Linked DNA regions of Mus musculus: region 2 is linked to region 1. The links are chromatin contacts, called in public Micro-C maps. All regions are on one chromosome and are shown on one strand. The core of a region is the stretch at or near the end of the contact, and the rest is flanking DNA. Distances in the headings are between cores, read along the strand shown. Region 1 overlaps Dad1 (defender against cell death 1). Region 2 has its middle 27 kb from the start of Oxa1l.

The links. A called contact is a pair of places that touch in the nucleus more often than the background predicts.
Region 2: a contact with region 1 is called in a Micro-C map of the G1E-ER4 cell line, with 5 times the contacts expected there. The contact joins two enhancer-like sites. A contact is called at or near these places in 8 of 15 datasets of contacts at CTCF or cohesin (CD8 T cells, the G1E-ER4 cell line, embryonic stem cells and 4 more), 108 of 484 Hi-C or Micro-C datasets (the 63-12 cell line, 8-cell embryo, B cells and 55 more), 34 of 115 datasets of contacts at active chromatin or transcription factors (CD4 single positive thymocytes, CD8 T cells, DN3 thymocytes and 17 more) and 1 of 9 other capture datasets (embryonic stem cells).

What each region holds. Positions count from the first base shown.
Region 1 is chr14:54,232,197-54,236,377 of GRCm38.p6, forward strand. Dad1 (defender against cell death 1) reads right to left here. Exons shown (of 3, transcript NM_001113358.1): 3 at 3,289-3,517. Among named protein-coding and RNA genes, the nearest start is that of Dad1, 20 kb to the right of the region's middle. Within about 2 kb of position 1,270, at least 138 of the 459 cell types and tissues checked have an H3K27ac peak or open chromatin away from gene starts, as enhancers often do. A contact at or near this core is called in the G1E-ER4 cell line, where this site is marked.
Region 2 is chr14:54,331,736-54,336,205 of GRCm38.p6, forward strand. It overlaps the pseudogene Gm3945. Among named protein-coding and RNA genes, the nearest start is that of Oxa1l, 27 kb to the right of the region's middle. Within about 2 kb of position 1,881, at least 49 of the 459 cell types and tissues checked have an H3K27ac peak or open chromatin away from gene starts, as enhancers often do. A contact at or near this core is called in the G1E-ER4 cell line, where this site is marked.

The DNA.
Region 1 (4,181 bases), core at 20-2,519:
TCATTAGCTCATCCAAAGCAAATAAATGCTTTGAGTCAGAAAGAAGATTCACATCCTAACACTGGCAACCCAACGCTCCACCTCCCCACTTGGAGAAAGGAGACTACATCCCTGTGAGATTAGAGAACCTCACGGGATCATAGAACTTCAACAGCAGACGGGAACAGGCACTTGATACTGTGCGAGACACACAGGGCATAAGTGGGTTTACTCACCCCCTAGACAGCGAGGCTGCTTCTTATCTTTATAGCCCATGCCTACTGGGCACAGCCCAGGCGCCTAATTAATTATTTACAGAATTGTACAGACAGAGGGTCCTCTAAGGTTCAAAAGACAATATGTAGCGGAACACAGTCTCAATTCAACACTTTACATCATGCAAAGCACATTCCACAATACCGGGCTGCCCACATTAGGAAAAAAAAAAATGTGTGCTCAGACTTATAAATTCAAAATTAAGTAAGTAAAATATTTCTGTCTAGTCTGACAGAAATTCTCATTTTTTTCTTTCTCACTAAAGTTCTTATTCAAGGTAAAGGACCACACATACCCAGGGGAAAAAAAAATTTTTTTTTTTTTTAATTAGCTATCGTCTTATACTGGCTAGTTCTCATGTCAGTTTGACAGTCTGGAATCATTTGGGAAAAGGGATGTCAATTGAAAAAAGTCCCCCTCAGATTGATGGGCAAGCCTGTGGGGGCATTTTCTTAGTAACTGATGAGGGAAAGCCCAACCCATTGTAGGTGGTGCCACCCTGAGCAAGCTGGCCCTGCTATAAGAAAGCAGGCTGAGCAAGGTATTGTAAGGCAGCAGGCAGCTTTCACCCCTGGTTTGAGCATCAGCTCCTGCCTTGCATTCCTGCCCCGACTTCCCCGATTCCCCGACTGATGGATTTCAGCTGTAAACTGAAACAAACCCTTTCCTCCCATGGGGCTTCCACCCCCCACCCCACCCCATGGCGTTTTATCACAGCAATGAAAACCCTAAGATAAATCTTAAGTCATGAGGCACCCAAACACTAGCCTAGACTTCCAGTCCACAACCCACCAGAACTACAACTGAGCTAGTAGCTTCCAGGTGCTGGAAACTAGCTGATGCTGGCTGGCTTGCTGACTTTCCCAAAGAAGGGAACAAATCTCTGTCACTTCCCCCAAGTATGTTCCAACAATCATAACAAGAGCGCTTTGTGGGCCAAGATCACAGACGTGATCAAAGAGCAGAGGTGCAGGCTGCCGGGAGAGGAAGCAGGAGGAACATTTGCATGCCGTGGTGACAGGAAGTGTGTAGGCAGAGGGTGCAAAGGGCTGTTTCCCACCACTGCCGAGCAAGGAACAATGTACAGTAGTTGTGGTAAATGGCTTGCAGCCCCACAGATTGAACACAGGAAATAAAAATAACCCCCCCCCCCACACACACACACAGAGGAGGTGTGAGCTGGAAGCTGCAGGAAACAGCAGGACATCCATCCCTCAGCCCATACAGTACCTGAGTCAGCAAAACCAACCCCTCCGCCCGGGGAGCCTTGTGGAAGGCCCTTCCCTAGTTGAGGAATAACCCACGGTTAGCCTCTCTGTGCGTATGGAACTGAGAGCCACAGAGCAAGCTAACTAAAGTCTACAGCAAGCCTATGGTGCATTTTCAAATTTGAACTCAAGACCCCTGAAAGTAGTTTGTACTGTTGTAAACGGTACAAACTCACAACAAGCTACGCCTGCCGCCAAGGCTAGTCCAAGGGGAAAATCACAACCCCGAGACAAAAGCAGATCTGCGCCTGGAAACTAGTACCCGGCCCAGGTGGCTCTAAGCCACTGCGAGAAATGTAAATCTTCACGCGTACTGTTGTGACGTCTTCCTTTGCTCTTAAAGTCCGATTGCTTTTCATATCTGAAATATCTGCTTATTGAATCCAAAGTAAACCTCATCCACTTCTCCGGGGAAAGCTGCAGGATGTCTGCACGAGTGTCGAGCACACTGATCGCTCAGCCATCCTAGTGAACTTCTCCTCAGTGCTAGGCCTTGGCCCACAGGACCCCTGCCAGGTTTTGTCATTATATTGAACCCAACCATTCCTAAAAGGCTTGTTAACTCACTCTGGAGTATGTCTAGCTAAGCAAAGAGCTAATAAAGAATGGAGAGGCTCAAGCTCTGTTAAGCTTCCGGGTAGTTGCAGGATACACCCAGAGCTGGAAATGCGGGCATCTCAGACTTCCGGGTGCACACCACCACCTGGCACCGTGTTAAAATGCAAAGCTTTGCTTCTGTCGCTTGGGGGTAAGGCCTGGGAGTCTCCTTTTCCAACAGCTCCAACAGTGGCCAGTACCACTAATGGCCGACTACCCACTGAATGGCAAGCCTCAATCATCCAGGATAGGGGTAGTCAGCTACACCCGAGACTGATTTGATCCAGTGTGACCCGGGCAACAGAAGCGTGAGTTCCTCAGCCTATGGCAGCGTGCAGTCCTATGGGAGGGCTTCTGGAGCACGGGTCATTTGGTAATCAGCTTCAGGGGAACACGACAGGGCTGTTCCCCATATATGGCAAACTTACTGCTCCTGAGAGACACAGAGCTCACTGGATACAGGATGCCTAGACTTCAGCCAGCAGACGCTACTCTACTCCGGCTTTGTCTTTAAAGTGATCTCCTGTGAAGACCTATGGTCTTAAGCACAAATCTGAGCTTCATTTCCTGACCTACTTCAGGAGAACTGGACCCTCTGAAGACAACTGTGACGTGAGACCAAGGCTTGTGAGGGAGCTTTGGGAAACAATGTGAGAGAAATCAACACCCGTGCACGCGCACACACGCCAGTCACATGCCACAGGCAGCACAGACAACCTCTCGTACACACAGAGTCACACAGAATGCAATACACAGACACACCTGCCTGCAGTCACAGTCACACCTCTCTCTCACCACACACACACACACACACACGCACACACACGCACACACACACACACTTTGCACTTGTTCTATACTGCCCAAGAGACACACATGTATTTCACTCTCCCAGAAGCTTATGGAAACGGACATAACAGGAAGAACACACAGGTCAGTTTCTGACAAGTGTTCACTGGTGCCGTTCCAGACAATGAAGGATTAATAAAGGATTGCCTGACCGAGCAAAGGACAAAGGACTGCCATTTTCCAGGTTGTCAGCAATGACAACTACTTAATGAAAACAAAGGTGAAGGGTCACAGGTGAAGAGTCACAGCTGGGAGCAAGTCATGAGAGCGCACTGAGCGGAGGGAAACGGACACACAAACATGAAGGAACGAATGGCACTTGGAGGCTGAAATGTTTTTAATATGGAAAGTAAGGGCTACAGTGAGGGGAGGCAGATTCTGTGTTAACAGCCGTACACTGTGGAGTTGGTCCGATAGAGCGAAGGGAGTTCTCTGGACGTGCCACCTCACAACCAGTGAGACTCGTAGTCAAGCACGAATCTGAAGAAGCCATGTGCAACAAGCTGCCAGCTCAAGAATGCTGATCCAGGGGACGTCAAAGAGTGAGCCTGAAAGAAGCACAAAGGTGTGTCATGTCCCAAATCCTTCCATCTAAACTCTCAACCCACATGACAGCTGCCGCACTCCTAAGTGCATCTCAGTGTTACATCCCAGGCTACAATAACCAGAACATGGCCAATGTTTCACAAGCGTTGTATGAGAGTAGCCTCTAGAAGGACTATGCTCACACAGAAATTCCAAGCTCACAAAAAGAAAAGGAAAAAAAGGCCGTTGAGGTGCTGGAGACTGGCAGCCAGCTCTTGACTTACCAATCCTAACTCTCCACCAGCCACTCACCTTCCTGGCCCTCACATTCCTCAAAGCACTAATGTCCAGTTTGAGGACAGACTAAAGAGCGTGGATAAAACTTCTCAGAAACCTCAGAAAGAGTCAGGTCTGTGAAGAGGTAATTTAGTTCTCACTTCTCATAAGTTACTTTGGGTAAGGTGAGCAATGCCTGCAGTGGGGCCAGGTTGCTGCTAAGAGCAGGGTGGATTCTGATACTAAAACATGTGACCCTTACACACCAAGGCCAGTCCACCAGAAAGGAAAAGCTCAGGAAAGAACGGGTCTTTGGTGGTAGTTTCCAGAAAACCCTGTTTTGTCTTCTCCAGTGAGGACAAACTTGGCAAGTGCTCAAACAGAGGCCTTGGGGTTTCTGAAATGCTGGCA
Region 2 (4,470 bases), core at 631-3,130, 100 kb after region 1:
CCTCTACAGCTCTAACCTGTCTACCTGACATGCCCATCAATGTGTTTGAAAAGTATCTTGATTCATAATTTGGTTTTGCTTGTTTTTGTTTTTCAAGACTGGGTTTCTCTGTGTTTCCCTGGCTGTCCTGGAACCTGTTCTGTAAACCAGGCTGGCCTTGGTCTACACAGAGATCCACCTGCCTCTGCCTCTTTAGTGCTGGGATTAAAGGCATGTGCCACCACTGCCCAGAGATTCATAACTTTTCTTTTGCTCAGTTCCTGCAAAAACGTCAAGAAAGTGCTTCTATGTTGAAATATAGAATTTCCAGTGATCTAAAGCTCTGTCTCCAGAACGTATTTGGCTCTGTAATGAAGTATTTCTTAGCCACGTTGAGGTGAGAGCTGTTTTTCACCCACACATTCGATAACTCATTAGTTTAAGAAGACCATGTTGCTATGGCCTATGTTAGGAGGCAGAACACAAGCATAATTTGAATGCTCAACTAGCTCATTTCTACAAAGGCAAGATCTCACACACATGCAAGTGGCTCACAGTGGGAGCAGCGTGGTGGGATGCCGCAGCAAGTTCACCATCAGTAGATCCCAGGACAGCCTGGAGATGAAAAGAAATTGAAGTTCAGCCAGGAGGAATGAAGTAGGCAATGAAGGCAAAGACAGAGAAGATAAGCAAAAGAAAGGAGGGAAGTGCCCCTGGCTGTGGGAACAGCGTTGGCAAAGGCCAGAGTCTGGGTAAAGCGGAAGCACTTCCACAGCACTGGGAGAGAAAGAACAAAGCAGGTCCCTCATTAGACCCACAAGCCAGTTTAAATTTCTTTCCCAAAGCATAGTGAAATTTTGTTCAGAGACTGTGTGTGAGCTAGGCATCTCTTAACAGTGTGGCTTATAATTACACCATTGTCTCTAGTCATTGTTAGGTAGCCTCCCAGAAAAAGCCAGTTACCCCATGCTAATGTATAACTCCTTTGTTTTCTGTAAAATAGCCAGCTCTGGTCTAAAAAAGAGCTTCATGCCTCTATTCAAGTGGAATGAATACCCCTCTCTGACTGAATAAGAGAAAATCTTGGGCTTTAATGATCTGTGGTCCTTTCTTGGATGCACATAGCTAGAGCACCATGTAACCTTGTTCCTTCTACAGCACGGAGAAAGAAGGCCTGCAGGGAGACTGAAGAAGGAGCCAAGACCTTGCCATCCCTGAGCAGGCACACAAGAGGAGAAGCCTGAGTGAGCACTGTCAGAAGGAGCAGGGGAAGGCTTCTGAGGCAGGGTGGAAAGAGCAGGGGGATTATGGGAACATGGAAAGGGAGAGAAGCCCATTCCCCCAGAGTTGGTTGAAACCTCCCTCCAGCTGAGGAACAAGAATTCCAGCAATTGACATACACTGTAAAGACTGGACGCAGACTATTGCTTCTCAGGTTTATGTTGAATAATACAAAGATTGAAGACCTGAGGGAGGACCCCACTTCTTTCCCAGATATCTCCTAAGACTCTTGAGACATTAACTTGGTTCTTAGCAAATATGTCCTACCTTACAGTTTTAGCTTATCCATTGTAATCTCCCTGGAACTGTCCTGTGCCCTCATTTAGGTTCCTTAGTGACTTTTTTGAAAATATAGCTTCAACCAAAAAAAATCCCGTCTATACAAGAAGCACCATTCTCTCAAAAGGGAAGAAACGTAATTCATTCTGTAATCAAATATAAGTGACCGTGCTCCGGGTCGCAGATTGTGGTTACCCTGAATTCCACAATCCCAGGGGATAGCTATTTCATGAAGTTTTTAATAGTTAAGGGATGAAAAACTCTTTAAATACATTGGTGGGTACAGTGGGTAGGTATTGTGCAGCCAACTGGAGAAACCTCTGATATAGGCCTCAGACGTTATCTGGTGACATTCTTAGCTTTTGACTCTTTGCCAGTTCTAACTATTATACTGTACAGGTCTGGCGGGGATAAAGTCACCCCCCCCCTCGGAGGGGGAAGTGAAGATTATTATAAGACAGATAGAAAAAAGATGCAAAAGACAGTATGGGAAGGCTGCAGGTCATCACCACACCAGCCCCTAGTGTATCTCTCATAGTCTTCTTATACTTCAGTACCATGGGAAGCAAAGCCATAAGCTAACAGAAACAATTGCTGAATTATTCACGAAACATTTGTTCTCACACAAAAAATCTCCCTGTTCCTACCACCAAGGTCAATAGAATCTTCAGCTACGAGCCCTGAGCCTCAAGTCCAACTCCTCTTATCGTCCCATGCCTTGCCTCAGCAGGCTGGGAAATCTGCCAACAGACCCTGACCTGCCTTGACTCTGCCTGGCTGGCAGTCTCTCTCTCTCTCTCTCTCTCTCTCTCTCTCTCTCTCTCTCATCTCTGCTTAAGAGAAGCACCAAATGGCTCCCAACATTGTACCCAATAAAACTGTTAAAATTGAGCTGAGACTGCAAATGGCATACGTGGTTACCTTCCAGATCCCAACAGTCCAGCCTACAGCAGTTTCAGTGGTGGCAGAGGGCATGATGACTGTGCTGGTGGCCATGGGTCCCAAAGCCAGAAGGAGCTGCCCACAAAGTCCCCCTATACAGCGAACACAGGAAATCTTCCTTTTAACATAATTCAGGACAACACCTATGGTATCTTTAAGGATCTCAGCCTATGGAGTGTGCAGCTAGTCACAAAGATACAGACAAACTTGAAGGGTTCTGTTCTGTCCAATTTGAAAGCAAGGGTTCCTTGAAGGAGGCTCTAACAAAGAACAGTGCACTCTTGGGGAGCTGGTCACTTCAAGTGGATGTTACAGAAGGCAGAAAACGAAATGAAGGCGGCTTTGGATTCAGGAAAGGTAGAGTCATCGGCAGAGCAACATGTGGCAGAACCTCGAGGCAGATGGGACACCTTCAATTCTGGCTATAGGATAACTTCTTGGGGGTGGGCAGTTGCCCTGAGAACTGGCAAGCAGGCTCTCCAGTGGAGAGCGGCTTTCAAGATGATCCTTCTTTTTTCAGCTCCAATGCAGACTTTACAGAGAACCTATAGATAAGAAGAAAGCACCAAGACCATGATTGCCCCTTAAACCTGGGCAGTGGCAACTCTGCTCGGCCCAAGTATCCACACTGACTCCAACATCATAGGGGAAGCCAGAGAGGAGTGGTTCAGATGGAGCAAGAAGGGGATTGAGTTGGAAGGAGATGGGGTGTGGGGAAGCCGGAGCAAGAGCACAGGCTTGTGGCAGGAGCCAGTCACCATCCAGGTTCCATTTCCTGTGCCCGGCATTGTCTGCCCTATAGCCAGAATAGCTTGTAAGTGTATGTCAGCTGTTTACAAGGGAGAAGAGAAGGAGAACAGGAGGGAGGAGAGAAGAAGGAGAAATTCACATTTTCCATAATGAAAACAGACTAAGGAATTTATGAACACTTCACCAGCTCTGCAAAGGACACTGGAAGGGATCCCTTAGACCAAGGAGGATAAAGTTGTCTCCTACAGGAGACAATCAATAGCAAGCTTTTCACCCAAAGTGGTCTAAGAAAGCACCACAAAATCAGCAAAAGAGCAGGAATCAACACACACTTTGAATACGAACTCTGAGTATCAGAAATCTCAAATCACCGATAAAAATGAGACAGGCTAGCACACTGAGAAAATGAGATCCACCTTCTTGTTGCCTCCAGCTTTTATGGCCCATCATGCAGTCTGGGGAGGACTTTGGTGATGTCTTTGAGTCATTTCTGCTCCTGTAACTCCAATATAACTCATTGGCTCACTAAGTTGGGTTTTGATGGTACCCATACTTTGGTCTGTTGTGAGCTCCTGTTGGGTGAATAGCTCTTGTTTACATCTCCCCAGGGATAATGTCACACAACAGGTACTAAGTGCCTAGCTCAAAAGTTTGAGAGATCTCAAATAAGTGAATTAAGACTTAGGACTTAATTAATTAAAACTTAAGCCTTAAGACTTTAAAAACTAGCTGGGTAGTGCTGTCATGCCTTTAATCCCAGCACTGGGGGCAGAGGCGCATGGATTTCTAAGTTTTGAGGCCAGCCTGATCTACAGAGTGAGTCCCAGGACACCCCAGGCTACAGAGAAACCTTGTGTCAAAAGACAAGAAAGAAAGAAAGAGAGAGAGAGAGAGAGAGAGAGAGAGAGAGAGAGAGAGAGAGAGAGAGAGAGAGAGAGAGAGAAAGAAAGAAAGAAAGAAAGAAAGAAAGAAAGAAAGAAAGAAAGAAAGAAAGAAAGAAAGAAAGAAAGAAAGATTAAAAAGACTTTACAAAAATGAAACAAAGCCAGAAGCAATCAGACAGGAAGAAATAATTAAAATCAGGGCAGAAATTGAAATGTAGCCCAACGTTGGTATTGCAGGCATTTTGCTTCCTTCCTCTACAATCAGAGCCTGATAATTACTAAAAGCTCAAGTGAGCTGGATTTAAGGACTAGCTAGAGCCAGCAGGAGTTAGACTCAGGGCACAAATAATATGAG